Linked DNA regions of Pan troglodytes: region 2 is linked to region 1. A link is a contact called in public Hi-C data. All regions are on one chromosome and are shown on one strand. Each heading gives the region's core, a stretch centred on a gene start, on an enhancer-like site or on the middle of the called end of the contact. The rest is flanking DNA. Distances are from core to core; before and after follow the strand shown. Region 1 has its middle 22 kb from the start of MISP. Region 2 holds the start of KISS1R (KISS1 receptor).

Region 1 (6,745 bases), core at 1,793-4,292:
GGCTGAGGTAGGAGAATCACTTGAACTGGGGAGGTGGAGATTGCAGTGAGCCAAGATCGTGCTATTGCACTCCAGCCTGGGCAACAAGAGCAAAACTCCATCTCAAAAAACAAAACAAAACAAAAGGCCAGGAACTGTGGCTCAGGCTTGTAATCCCAGCATTCTGGGAGGCCGAGGTGAGTGGATCCCCTGAGGTCAGGAGTTCAAGACCAGCCTGGCCAACGTGGCCAAACCCCATCTCTACTAAAAATACAAAAATTAGCCAGGCACGGTGGTGCACACCTTTAATCCCAGCTACTCCAAAGGCTGAGGGAGGAGAATTGCTCCAACCCAGGTGGCAGAGGTTGCAGTGGGCCAAGATGGTGCCACTGGACTCCAGCCTGGGCGACAGAGTGAGACTCTGTCTCAAAAAAAAAAAAGCAATCTCTCCCCGTCTCTCTCAGGCTCACCTTCCTGCCTCCTCTTGTGAGGGCCATGTGAGGACACTGGGCCTCCATGTCACCCAGGATGTTCTCCTGTCTCACGGTCCATCACTCAGTCCCATCTGCAGGTGCTTCTGCCACGAGAGGCGACACGGCCACAGGTCCCGGGGATTAGGACAGGGATGTCTTTGGGGCCATTGTTCTGCCCACGACAGAGGATCTCGACATCCCCCTTCTCTGTGACCCTTCAGTCACCTCTAATCAGGGCCGCCCAGGACTGTTGCACAGGTTGTGCCCTGCACAAGCCCCCTGCCAAGACCAAAGGGCAAGGCTCTGTGCGCGGCCGGGGTCCCCGTCTTCAGTGTCCCTGGCCCTGGCTGTGGCCTGTTGCCAGACACCACGTCACCAAGGGGTGCATTATTCCCACATCATCCCAGTTGGACGGTCACCTCACCCTGCCCATCGTCCTGCCAGCAAGATGGTCCCACAGCAGCCCCAGTTCTCAGAGGCTCGGCAGGGTCTCCCCTGACCCCGTAATGCCCCTCACTGCCCCTGGGCGCTGGGTTCAAGAAGAACCGCCTGCTTCGTTGCAGGAAGTGATGTCCACCCCCAACTCTGGATCAGAGGCCACGATCTATCCTCCAGACTCAACACCAGGTCCCCAGCCCTTTATCTCTCCTGTCTGTCTGTCCATTTCTGGTGTTCAGGCCTCTCTCTCCACGTCTATCTCCCTGTTTCTGTCCCTCCTGACCTCTCTCTTTTTCCATGATTTTTGCTTTCCTCCCTCCCCGTCTCATCCTAAATTTGTTTTTTTGTATTTTGTTTTTTTTGAGACGAAGTCTCGCTCTGTCGCCCAGGCTGGAGTGCAGTGACGCCATCTCGGCTCACTGCAAGCTCCGCCTCCCGGGTTCAAGGGATTCTCCCACCTCAGCCTCCCGCGTAGCTGGCATTACAGGTGCCCGCCACCACGCCCGGCTAATTTTTGTATTTTTAGTAGAGACGGGGTTTCTCCATGTTGGGCAGGCTGGTCTCAAACCCCTGACCTCAGGTGATCCGCCCGCCTCGGCCTCCCAAATTACTGGGATTATGGGCATGAGCCACCACACCCGGCCCTCATCCTAAATTCTTAAAACCTGCTCTCCTCCCAGCCATGATTTTCTTTGTCCTGTGCCATAAAGAATTCTCAGAAGCAGGATGTAGCTTCTGCTGCTCAAGGCTGAGTCCAGCCAGTGGGATCTGGTGTCACTGCCTGCAGACCCCTCAGTCAAGAGCGGGGTGGGGGGGCAGCAGGGGCTACAGTAACAGCCCGGATGGTCCTACTCCTGAAGGCACCCCACCCTGCTGTCCAGAGGAGAGACCGAGGCTCAGACATTTGAGCCCCACATAACCCAGCCTGCCACACACTTCAGACTCCAACAGTGTAGCCCCTGTACCCCAGAAGTCACTTCAGCAAATCACTCAGGGCTCCACCTCACATCTGTCCCCAAGGACCTGGGGACTTGCTCACTCAGCAGAAGACCAAGAGGAGGAAGATGTGGTGGCTCACGCCTGTCATCCCAACACTTTGGGAGGCTGAAGCGGGCGGATCACCTGAGGTCAGGAGTTCGAGACCAGCCTGGCCAACATGGTGAAACCCCATCTCTACTAAAAATACAAAAAATAGGTGTGGTGGTGGGCGCCTGTAATCCCAGCTACCCGGGAGGCCGAGGCAGGAGAATCCTTTGAACCCAGAAGGTGGAGGTTGCACTGAGCCAAGATTGTGCCACTGCACTCCGGCCTGGGCGACAGAACAAGGCTCTGTCCTAAAGAATTAATTAATTAATTTAAAAATAAAAAGAAAATGTGCACTTTCATCTTGTATTATTCTGTCCTTTTGTTTGTTTGAGATAAAGTTTCGCTCCGTTTGCCCAGGCTGGAGTGCCGTGGCATGATCTCTGCTCACCGCAACCTCTGCCTCCTGAATTCCAGCGATTCTCCTGCCTCAGCCTCTCAAGTAGCTGGGATTACAGATTACAGGCCCACGCCCCCACCACGCCCAGCTAATTTTGTATTTTTAGTAGAGACAGGGTTATCTCCATATTGGCCAGGCTGGTCTCGAACTCCTGACTCCAGGTGATCCACCTGCCTCAGCCTCCCAAAGTGCTGGGATTACAGGCGTGAGCCACCTCGCCCCGCCTATTCTGTCCTGTTTTTTTAAGATTTAGTTTGCCGGGTGCAGTCGCTCACACCTGTAATCCCACCATTTTGGGAGGCCGAGGCGGGCGGATCACAAGGTCAGGAGATCGAGACCAGCCTGGCCAATGTGGTGAAACCCTGTCTCTACTAAAAATACAAAAATTAGCCGGGCGCAGTGGTGCGCACCTGTAATCCCAATTACTCGGGAGGCTGAGGCAGGAGAATCGCTTGAACCCGAGAGGTGGAGGTTGCAGTGAGCCAAGATCGCGCCACGGCACTCCAGCCTGGGCGACAGAGCAAGACTGTGTCTCAAAAAAAAAAGATTTAGTTTAATTCCTGTAATGAGTCAGCCCCTTGGAAAATCAGACAGAATTCTGCCTGCTGAGCAGACACATTCCAGAAGTTACTCTGTGAGAGGTTTAGACGAATTCCTAGTGAAATTTCCAGGGGCGGGAGAGCGTGTCTGGAAGGTCTGCGGACATCACAGCAATCACAGAGGCCTTTGGGGCGGGCAAAACTGTCCGCTGGCGCTTGCTGCTAGCAGGAGGGAGTTCATATTCTTTCCTGGTTTCCTCCTGGCTCAGTGTATCATGATATGCCAGGGAAAGGAGGAGAATTCTCTTTTTTGTTTGTTTGGTTTTTTGAGACAGAGTCTCACGCTGTTGCCCAGGCTGGAGTGCAGCGGCGCAATCTCAGCTCACCACAACGTCTGCCTCCTGGGTTCAAGCGATTCTCCTGCCTCAACCCCCGGAGTAACTGGGATTACAGGCACCCCCCACCACGCCTGGCTAATTTTTGTATTTTTAGTAGAGACGGGGTTTCTCCATGTTGGGCAGGATGGTCTGGAACTCTAGACCTCAGATGATCCACCCGCCTCAGCCTCCCAAAGTGCTGGGGTTACAGGCATGAGCCACGGCACCTGGCCTCAACTCCATTTTAATTAACCCTGCAGGGGCCAGGCATGGTAGCTCATGCCTGTAATCCTGGCATTTTGGGAAGCTGAGGCAGGAGGTGGATCACCTGAGGTCAGGAGTTTGAGACCAGCGTGACCAACATGGTGAAACCCTGTCTCTAGTAAATACAAAAAATTAGCTGGGCATGGTGGCAGGCGTCTGTAATCCCAGCTACTCGGGAGGCTGAGGCAGGAGAATCGCTTGAACCCAGGAGGCAAAGATTGTGGTGAGCCGAGATCGCACCATTGCACTCCAGGCTGGGCAACAAGAGCGAGACTCCAACTCAAAAAATAAAAATAAATAAATAAATAAATAATAAAAATTAAAAAAATTAGGCAGGCGTGGTAGCGCGTGCCTAGTCCCAGCTACTCAGGAGGCTGAGACACGAGAATCACTTAAACCTGGGAGATGGAGGTTGCAGTGAGCTGAGATCGCGCCACTACACTCCGGCCTGGGCAACAGAGCAAGACTTCGTCTCAAAAATAAATAAATAAAATAAAGAGATTTAGGAGAGGACACAAGCAAACACAACTCAGACTGACTTTGGCAAAACCAGGCTTTATGGGTTCCCGTAACTGAAACATCAATGTAGGGCCAGCTTCAGGCTCAGCTGGTTCCAGGTGCCACACAGCATCCTCAGGTTCCTTCGGTGTTGGGAGCTCAGGCTCCAAGCCCAGGACAGAGTCCCAGCTCTGCCACATGCCCCTGAGGGACCCTGGGCAAGGCCTACCCCTCTCCCAGCCTCAGTGTCCTTATCTGTAAGTGAAGTCGCCACATTGACATCCCTGCCCTGGGGGACGTCATGAGGGTCACCGGGCACCTGGTGAAAATCAGTGAGGAATAAGAATGAATGTTGAGGCCGGGCGCGGTGGCTCATGCCTGTAATCCGAGCACTTTGGGAGGCCGAGGCGGGCGGATCACGAGGTCAGGAGATTGAGACCATCCTGGCTAACATGGTGAAACCCCGTCTCTACTAAAAATACAAACAATTAGCCGGGCGTGGTGGCGGGCGCCTGTAGTCCCAGCTACTCCGGAGGCTGAGGCAGGAGAGTGGCGTGAACCCGGGAGGTGGAGCTTGCAGTGAGCCGAGATCGCGCCACTGCACTCCAGCCTGGGCGACAGAGCGAGACTCCGTCTCAAAAAAAAAAAAAAAAAAGAATGAATGTTGGTTCTGACCAAGTAAATTAACGAATTCTCAGCAGACAATGACTTCCATGTGACTTTCTGGTGTGAGCCGGAGAGGAGCCGACGCACGCTGCCACCAGAGGGCGGCAAACACCAAGGATGCAGCCGCGGCCCTCGCCCCACCAGGGAGAAAACGCACCTGCCGCCACTTTCACGTTCTCATTCCCGTAACCGGATGGTGTTTGCTTAGTGCTCCTTGAAAGCCTGGACAGGGCCGGGCACGGTGGCTCATGCCTGTAATCCCAGCACTTCGGGAGGCCAAGGCGGGCGGATCACTTGAGGTCAGGAGTTCAAGACCAGCCTGGCCAACGTGGCAAAACCCCGTCTCTACTTAAAAAAAAAAAAAAAAAATTAGCTGGGTGTGATGGCGTTCACCTGTAATCCCAGCTACTCAGGAAGCTGAGGCAGGAGAATTGCTTCAACCTGGGAGGTGGAGGTTGCAGTGAGCTGAGATTGAGCCATCGCACTCCAGCCTGGGTGACAGAGGGAGACTCCATCTAAAAAAAAAATTATTTGTAGAGATGACAGAGTGAGACTCCATCTAAAAAAAAAAATTATTTGTAGAGATGGGGTTCTCACCATGTTTCCCAGGCTGGTCTTGAACTCCTCAAGTGATCCTCCTGCCTCATCCCCACAAAGTGCTGGGATTACAGGTGTGAGCCATCGAGCCCGGCCCTGACCAACTATTTAGAGGTAGAAAACAGAGCCCGCAGGGCCGGGCGCAGTGGCTCACACCTGTAATCCCAGCACTTTGGGAGGCCGAGGCCCTTGGATCACGAGGGCAGGAGATTGAGACCATCCTGGCTAACAAGGTGAAACCCTGTCTCTACTAAAAATACAAAAAAATTAGCCGGGTGTGGTGGGGGGCACCTGTAGTCCCAACTACTCAGGAGGCTGAGGCAGGAGAATCACTTGAACCTGGGAGGAGGCGGAGCTTGCAGTGAGCTGAGATCGCGCCACTGCACTCCAGCCTGGGCGACAGAGCGAGACTCCATCTCAAAAATAAAAATAAAAATAAATAAAATTAGCCGGAAGTGGCCGAGTGTGGTGGCTCTTCCACAGCAGCCAGAGGGCGCCTGTGAGGCTGACTGGAGGTGTCCCTGCTCTGCCCACAGCCCTCCATGGCTCCCATTTCCCTCTGGGTAGCAGCCCGAGTCCTCCGTGCAGCCCACAAGGCTCTGCCCAGTCCCCTCTCTCCTCTCCCTCCTCCCTCTCTCCTCTCCCTCCTCCCTCTCTCCTCTCCCTCCTCCCTCTCTCCTCTCCCTCCTCCCTCTCTCCTCTCCCTCCTCCCTCTCTCCTCTCCCTCCTCCCTCTCTCCTCTCCCTCCTCCCTCTCTCCTCTCCCTCCTCCCTATCTCCCCCTCCTCCTCTACCCAGTCCCCTCTCTCCTCTCCCTCCTCCCTGTCTCCCCATCCTCCTCTGCCAGTCCCCTCTCTCCTCTCCCTCTTCCCTGTCTCCCCCTCTGCCCAGTCCCCTCTCTCCTCTCCCTCCTCCCTGTCTCCCCCTCCTCTGCCCAGTCCCCTCTCTACTCTCACTCCTCCCTGTGTCCCCCCTTCCTCTGCTCCAGCCACACGGGCCTCCTCCCTGTTCCTCCAACTTACCAGGCGGGGTCCTGCCCCAGGGCCTTTGCCTCCCCAGGCAAGGTCCGGCCCCAGGGCCTTTGCACGGCCATGTCCTCTGCCTGGTTTCCCTTCCCCAGGTACCCACTGGGTTCATTTCTTCAATTCTTTCAAGGCTTTGGTGAACACTCCCCTCATCACACAGCTGTTGCTCAGTAAATATGGCAGAATAAATAGCTGGGCAGGGCTCGGTGGCTCATGCCTATGATCCTAGCACTTCTGGAGGCTGAGGCAGGAGGCTCACTTGAGCTCAGGAGTTGGAGACTAGCCTGGCCAACGTAGAGAGACTCCATCTCTACTTAGGGTGACCAGGTGAGAGAACAAAATCATGGGCTCATTTTTTTTTTTTTTGAAATGGAGTCTTGCTCTGTTGCACAGGCTAGAGTGCAGTG
Region 2 (6,745 bases), core at 2,717-5,216, 150 kb after region 1:
GATTAGGGTGCGGACCGGGGAGTAGGGGGGGGAACAGGTAAGTGGGGACGTGGACCCGGGTCCCCTCCCCCAGCGAGCCCCCGCAGCGGCAGGAGGGTGTCCCCGCTGAGTAACAATGAAGACCCCCCACCCAGCCTGGGGGTCCACAGCGGGCAAGAAGGGAAGGCAGGACAGGCTGAAGCCCCGGAAGAGGAGCAAGGGGAGCGAGGGGAACGAAGGGAACGAGGGGAGGGAAGGGAAAGGAGGGGAGGGGAGGGAAGGGAAAGGAGGGGAGGGGAGGGGGGGAGAGGATCTCAGGGGAGGGAGCCCAGCCCCCCGGCGCCCGCCGCGCCCCGCCCGCCCGCGCTCACAGCAGCCGCCGCCCGCCCGGGGTGCCCTCCGCCGCCTCCGGGCTGCACTCGGGGTTCTCCAGCGCGACCATGGCTCGCACGCTGTCGCCGCCGCCGCCGCCCGGCAGGGCCTTCACCGGGCCGGGCAGGAAGTGACGGGCGCCCGGAGGCGGGCAGGGGCGGGGCCTGGGGCTGCGCGGCGGGGCCGGGGCACCCACCTCCCGGCTGCCGGGAACGAACGCGGAAACCCAGGCGCGCGGGGAGGGGATCCAGCCCCTGGGGGGACGAACGGGGAAACCGAGGCGCGCGGGGCGGGGATCCAGCCAACAGGGAACGAACGGGGAAACCGAGGCAGGCGGGGCCGGGATCCAGCACCTGGGGGGACGAAAGGGGAGACTGAGGCGGGAGGCGGGGCCGGCCACGATCCCTACACCCAGAAATCTAGCTCCGGGAAGGAGGGACACCTAGGCGAGGGGTCGAAAACTCAACCACAACCCGGCGTCCCGATCCGGGCTGCGGACTGAGCCAGGAATCCAGCCCAGGGAGGCGAGGAGACACGGACAGGGAAACTAAGGCCTGGGCATCGACGAGGGAGGGAACGTTCTTTTTGGAGGCAGAGGATGGCGGAAATTAAAACTGCCCGAGCCTTCCTTCCACCTGCCCCTCCCAGCCCTGGAGCCTCGGCTAGGCAACCCCTTCCCCTGCTTAGCCTCAGTTTACTCTTCTCTAAAATTAGGCCTGGTGGCCAACGTGGTGGCTCACGCCTGTAATCCCAGCACTTTGGGAAGCCAAGGCCAGTGGATCACTTGAGTCCAGGTGTCTGAGACTAGCTTGGGCAACATGATGAAAACCCATCTCTACAATAAAAAGAAAGGGCCGGGCGCGGTGGCTCACACCTGTAATCCCAGCACTTTGGGAGGCCGAGGTGGGCGGATCACAAGGACAGGAGATCGAGACCATCCTGGCTAACACGGTGAAACCCCCTCTCTACTAAAAATACAAAAATTAGCCAGGCGTGGTGGTATGCACCCGTAGTCACAGCTACATGGGAGGCTGAGGCACAAGAATCGCTTGAACATGGGAGGCAAAGGTTGCAGGGAGCCGTCCACTTCACTCCAGCCTGGGCCACAGAGTAAGACTCTACTCTGTCTCAAAAAAAAAAAAAAAAAAAAAAAAAAAAAGCCAGGCACAGTGGCTCACACCTGTAATCCCAGCACTTTGAGAGGCCAAGGCGGGTGGATCATGAGATCAGGAGATTGTGACCATCCTGGCTAACACGGTGAAACCCCATCTCTACCAAAAATACAAAAAATTAGCCGGGCATGGTGGCAGGCGCCTGTAGTTCCAGCTACTCAGGAGGCTGAGGCAGGAGAATGGCGTGAACCCAGGAGGCGGAGCTTGCAGTGAGCCGAGATTATGCCATTGCACTCCAGCCTGGGCAACAGAGCGAGACGCTGTCTCAAAAAAAAAAAAAAAAAGAAAAAAAAAAAAAAGAAAAGAAAAAGAAAAGAAAAGAAAAAGAAAGAAAGAGTAAGGAGGAAAAAGAAAAGGATGAGAAACTATAGATAGACACAAAAAAGCGTGCACTGTGAGATTCCTATAGATAAATGTGCAAAGAGGTGAAAAACGACAATGGAGAGATGGATCAGGAGTGACTGGCAGGGGAGCTGGGCATCGGGAATGAGTGGTTTCCCCATCCATCAGGCACAGGGTAAGGGTAGATGCTCAAAGAATGGACCTGAACATTTATTCGTGAGAGAGGGAGGCAACTCCAGAGAACTTCCTGGGCCTTCCTCCCATTCTGGGTTCCAGGGCTTCCCTTCAGGGGCCTGTCCTGTCTGTACCTTCTTCTTCTTCTTCTTCTTTTTTTTTTTTTTGGAGAGAGTCTCGCTCTGTCACCCAGCCTGCAGTGATGCAATCTCAGGTCATTGCAACCTCCACCTCCTGGGCTCAAGTGATTCTCCTGCCTCAGCCTCCCAAGTAGCTGGGATTACAGGCACCCTCCACCATGCCCGGGTAATTTTTGTATTTTTAGTAGAGACCAGGTTTCACCACGTTGGCCAGGCTGGTCTGGAACTCCTGACCTCAAGTGATCCACCTGCCTCGGTCTCCCAATGTGCTGGGATTACAGGCATGAGCCACTGTGCCCGGCCTATTCATTTATTTTCCTCCCTTTTTTGTCTTTTTTTATGCAAATGGCAGCACCTTTTTCTTCGCTGTGTATTACTCCATGATGACCAAACATCTTGGAACTCTGTTGCAGGATGGACTTTGGGGGAACCTCCTTGATGTCATCCTGGGGTACACTTCCAGCTGTGGGATTATGGGGTCAAGGTTGTGCTGACCGGGCTGGGTGGCTCATGCTTGTCATCCCAGCACTTTGGAAGGCTGAGGCAGGAGGACTGCTTGAGCTCAGGAGTTCAAGACAAGCCTGGGAAACCTAGTGAGATCTCGTCTCTACAAAAAAATTTAAGGGGTGAGGAGAGAGGGATAGCTTTAGGAGATATACCTAATGCTAAATGACGAGTTAATGGGTGCAGCACACCAGCATGGCACATGTATACATATGTAACTAACCTGCACATTGTGCACATGTACCCTAAAACTTAAAGTATAATAATAATAAAATAAAATAATAGATAAATAAAAATTTAAAAAAACTTTATTTGCAAAAAAATAAAAAATTAAAAATTAAAAAAAAATTAGCTGGGCTGGGAGCAGTAGCTCACGCCTGTAATCCCAGCACGTTGGGAGGCCTAGGAGGGTGGATCACCTGAGGTCAGGAGTTCGAGACCAGCCTGGCCAACGTGGTGAAACCTGGTCTCTACTAAAAATACAAAAATTACCCGGGCATGGTGGCAGTCGCCTGTAATCCCAGCTACTCGGGAGGCTGAGGCAGGAGAATTGCTTGAACCCGGGAGGCGGAGGTTGCTTTGAGCCGAGATCGTGCCACTGCACTCCAGCCTAGGCAACAGAGCAACACCCTGTCTCAATAATGATAATAAAAGGCCGGGCGCGGTGGCTCACGCCTGTAATCCCACCACTTTGGGAGGCCGAGGAGGGTGGATCACAAGGTCAGGAGATCAAGACCATCCTGGCTAACACGGTGAAACCCTGACTCTACTAAAAGTACAAAAAATTAGCCGGGCGAGGTGGCAGGCGCCTGTAGTCCCAGCTACTCAGGAGGCTGAGGCAGGAGAACGGCGTGAAGCCGGGAGGCGGAGCTTGCAGTGAGCCGAGATGGAGCCACTGCACTCCAGCCTGGGCGACCTGAGCGAAACTCTGTCTCAAAAAAATAAATAAATACATAAATCAGTAATAATAATAATAATAATAAGGCTGTGGCCTTTGCAAGGTGCCCTCCACCTGGTTCCTGCTGCTAGTGTCCCTGCGGGTATCAGACACCCCTTGTCAGTCATGTGGGACACATTCAGTCCCAAACCGCCAGATCGGGGACTTCCCTCACCTGCCCTGAACTTTCCATGGCTCTCCAGGGTCCTGGTGACAAACCCAAGCTATCCTCACTCAGGGTCTCCGCTGAGGGCTGGCCTCCCCGCCAGGCTGGGCCCACCCCCTGGAGCCCCAGCCCCTAGGAGGGTCAAAGCCCTTCCCATATTCACAGGCCTTAGAGTTCGCGCCTTGGCTGGGCTCCTAGTCCGGGCTGAGCGTCTACTCGCTGGTTAAGGTCGGTCCTTCCAGGTCCACAGCAGCCTCCACGCGGCCCACCCCCTGCCTGCTCCGCCCCCCTCAGCCCCCTCCCGCGCTCTCACTCCGACCTTGCACCGGGAGGAGGGAATAGGGGGGTTGCCGCTGGGTGAATAGAGGGCGCGTGGGCAGGGGAGGGAGTGGCGAGCGGCTGCCGGAGAGGCGGTAAGGCAAGGACAGGGGAGGGGGGCACGGGCTATAAACGCTCGGCTGCAGCGGCGCCGGCAGAGGAGCCGCCGAGCCCAGCACAGCTGCCCTCTGGACCCTGCGGACTCCGGCCGAGCCCCTTCCTGAGTTCCACAGGCGCAGCCCCCGGGCGGTCGGGCGGAGGGGTCCCCGGGGCGGTGCCAGGGCGCAATCCTGGAGGGCGGCCGGGAGGAGGAGGTGCGCGCGGCCATGCACACCGTGGCTACGTCCGGGCCCAACGCGTCCTGGGGAGCACCGGCCAACGCCTCCGGCTGCCCGGGCTGTGGCGCCAACGCCTCGGACGGCCCAGTCCCTTCGCCGCGGGCCGTGGACGCCTGGCTCGTGCCGCTCTTCTTCGCGGCGCTGATGCTGCTGGGCCTGGTGGGGAACTCGCTGGTCATCTACGTCATCTGCCGCCACAAGCCGATGCGGACCGTGACCAACTTCTACATCGGTGAGTGCGGGCGCTGCGCCGCACCTGCTGCCGTCCCGGGGGCTCCGAGGGCCGAGCGGCCTGGGGCGCCCTCTCGCGACGCATCGGGGCCCTCTCGGACCCGGCTCGGTCCCCTGCAGGGGTCCCCCCCACCTCGAATCTTTTCCCTGTGGTCCCTGCACCTGAGGCTAGAGGTCGCAAACTCCAGCGCGGGCGGGCCCGGGCGGGCCGGAGGGTGGGGAGTGTGGCACATGGAAACCTCGACCTGGCCACTCGCGGGGCTCGCCCCGGTGCAGCGCGGGCCAAAGGCTCGGTGTCAGCTGAACAAAGGGCTGGGGGAGGGGCTGGCTTGGCCCGCGGGCCTTCGTTTGCGACCCCTGCCCCGGTGGCTCTCTGAGCCTGTTTATGCATTTGTGTCCTGGGGTCCCCTATCACACACAGCTGTGAGCCCAGTCGGTGGCTGCTGGGCCGGCACCATTGTCTCCAGTTTGCAGTTGTGGAAACTGAGGCTCAGAGGGTCAGGGGCCTGCTTAGGCTCCCCCAGCCCGGACAGGGCCCAGCAGAACCGATTTCTGCCGGAATGGCCAGGAAATCCGAGCCGGAGGCGTAATGTTTGAGATGTAAGGGGGAATTACTAGAAGGCGCCCCAACTTCTCCGCCCGAGGAGGCCAGGGGCGCTGGGGGGGGCCTCCCTGAGCCATCCTGCTGGTCACTCGGACCAAGGTGGGGGCCAGGGGTCAGGGCCAGGAGCGCTGGGCGGTTCCCGCGGCCAGTGGCGCCCACGCCCAGCGCCCGCGCATCCCCACCGCAGCCAACCTGGCGGCCACGGACGTGACCTTCCTCCTGTGCTGCGTCCCCTTCACGGCCCTGCTGTACCCGCTGCCCGGCTGGGTGCTGGGCGACTTCATGTGCAAGTTCGTCAACTACATCCAGCAGGTGCGCTCCGGAGCAGGAGGGGAGAGGGCGCACTTGGGGACGGGCGGGGGTGCGCTCCGCAGTGGGAGGGGAGGGGATCGTACGTGGGGACGGGGAGGGGGGGTGCGCTGCGGAGCAGGAGGGAAGGGAGCGCACGTGGGGACGGAGGGAGATGCGCTCAGAAGCTGGAGGGGAGGGGGCGCATGGTGGGGCGGGGCAGGGGTGCACTCTGGAGCAGGAGGGGAGGAGGCGCACGTGGGGACGAGGCGCACGTGGGGACGAGGAGAGGGGATGCGCTCCGGAGCGGGGGGCGGGCGCATGTGGGGAGGGGGAGCCCACGTGGGAAGGGGGGACGGACCTTGGGCGGGGCGCGAGGCAACGCATAGGAGAACCAGGGGCTGGGGTGCCCAGCTTGCGGGAAGGGGCTGGGCGGTGGTGCAGCCTAGAACTGGAGTGGGGGGCGGGAATGGGGGAGGGATGCAGACGGGGACCTGGGTCACTGGTGAGGAAGGGCTACTGAGGCCCTGAGGCTTCTTGCCCCGCCTGTCCCTCCATCCCACGCAGCCCCCCTGTCTCAGACTCGGGGTATCAGCCGCCCCCCAAGGGCTCCCTCACTTCCCCAATCCTCCTGCCCTCCTCTCCCAGTCTCCCCACCTTCTGTCCCCTCAACCCGCACTGGACACTCCTCCCAGGACACTTCCCGTGTATGTGCCTGAGTGTTCGCACACGTAGGGGGATCAGCAGGGCGGGCGGACAGGGCAGGCTCCCAACCGCGCAGGTGGCCACACGCCCGGCTGGCGGCTCCCGCAGGTCTCGGTGCAGGCCACGTGTGCCACGCTGACCGCCATGAGTGTGGACCGCTGGTACGTGACGGTGTTCCCGTTGCGCGCCCTGCACCGCCGCACGCCCCGCCTGGCGCTGGCTGTCAGCCTCAGCATCTGGGTAGGTGAGTACAGCTCAGGGGCCTCACGGGAGAAGGCGGACACGTCCTAGTGCCCTGGGCGCCCGGAGCCACCTGCCGCCTCGGTCCAGCAACTGTAAAATGGGCGCAATAGCTCTGCCTGCCTAGGGCCAGCGAGGCTGCAGACGGGGCGCCCGGGCCTTTGCAGGGTGGCTGGGTGAACGCCTCCCGGGGAGGCACGTGGGGGACCGCTGGTTCCCCGAGCGGGGTCTTCAT

The links. Hi-C and Micro-C count contacts between places; a contact is called where the count stands out from the background.
Region 2: a Hi-C map of stem cell-derived neural progenitor cells shows a contact between it and region 1, with 4 times the contacts expected there. The contact joins the promoter of KISS1R here to the enhancer-like site in region 1. A contact is called at or near these places in 4 of 7 Hi-C or Micro-C datasets (blood, induced pluripotent stem cells, a lymphoblastoid cell line and 1 more), 1 of 1 datasets of contacts at active chromatin or transcription factors (stem cell-derived excitatory neurons) and 1 of 1 other capture datasets (stem cell-derived neural stem cells).

The regions. Positions count from the first base shown.
Region 1 is chr20:3,050,924-3,057,668 of NHGRI_mPanTro3-v2.0_pri, forward strand. No RefSeq gene overlaps it. Among named protein-coding and RNA genes, the nearest start is that of MISP, 22 kb to the left of the region's middle. Within about 2 kb of position 3,043, at least 3 of the 24 cell types and tissues checked have an H3K27ac peak or open chromatin away from gene starts, as enhancers often do. A contact at or near this core is called in stem cell-derived neural progenitor cells and stem cell-derived neural stem cells, where this site is marked.
Region 2 is chr20:3,199,139-3,205,883 of NHGRI_mPanTro3-v2.0_pri, forward strand. KISS1R (KISS1 receptor) reads left to right here and starts at 3,967. Exons shown (of 5, transcript XM_016934502.4): 1 at 3,967-4,674; 2 at 5,465-5,589; 3 at 6,379-6,514. The coding sequence starts at 4,431. It overlaps R3HDM4 (R3H domain containing 4), which reads right to left and starts at 492. Exons shown (of 8, transcript XM_024351888.3): 1 at 351-492. The coding sequence starts at 421.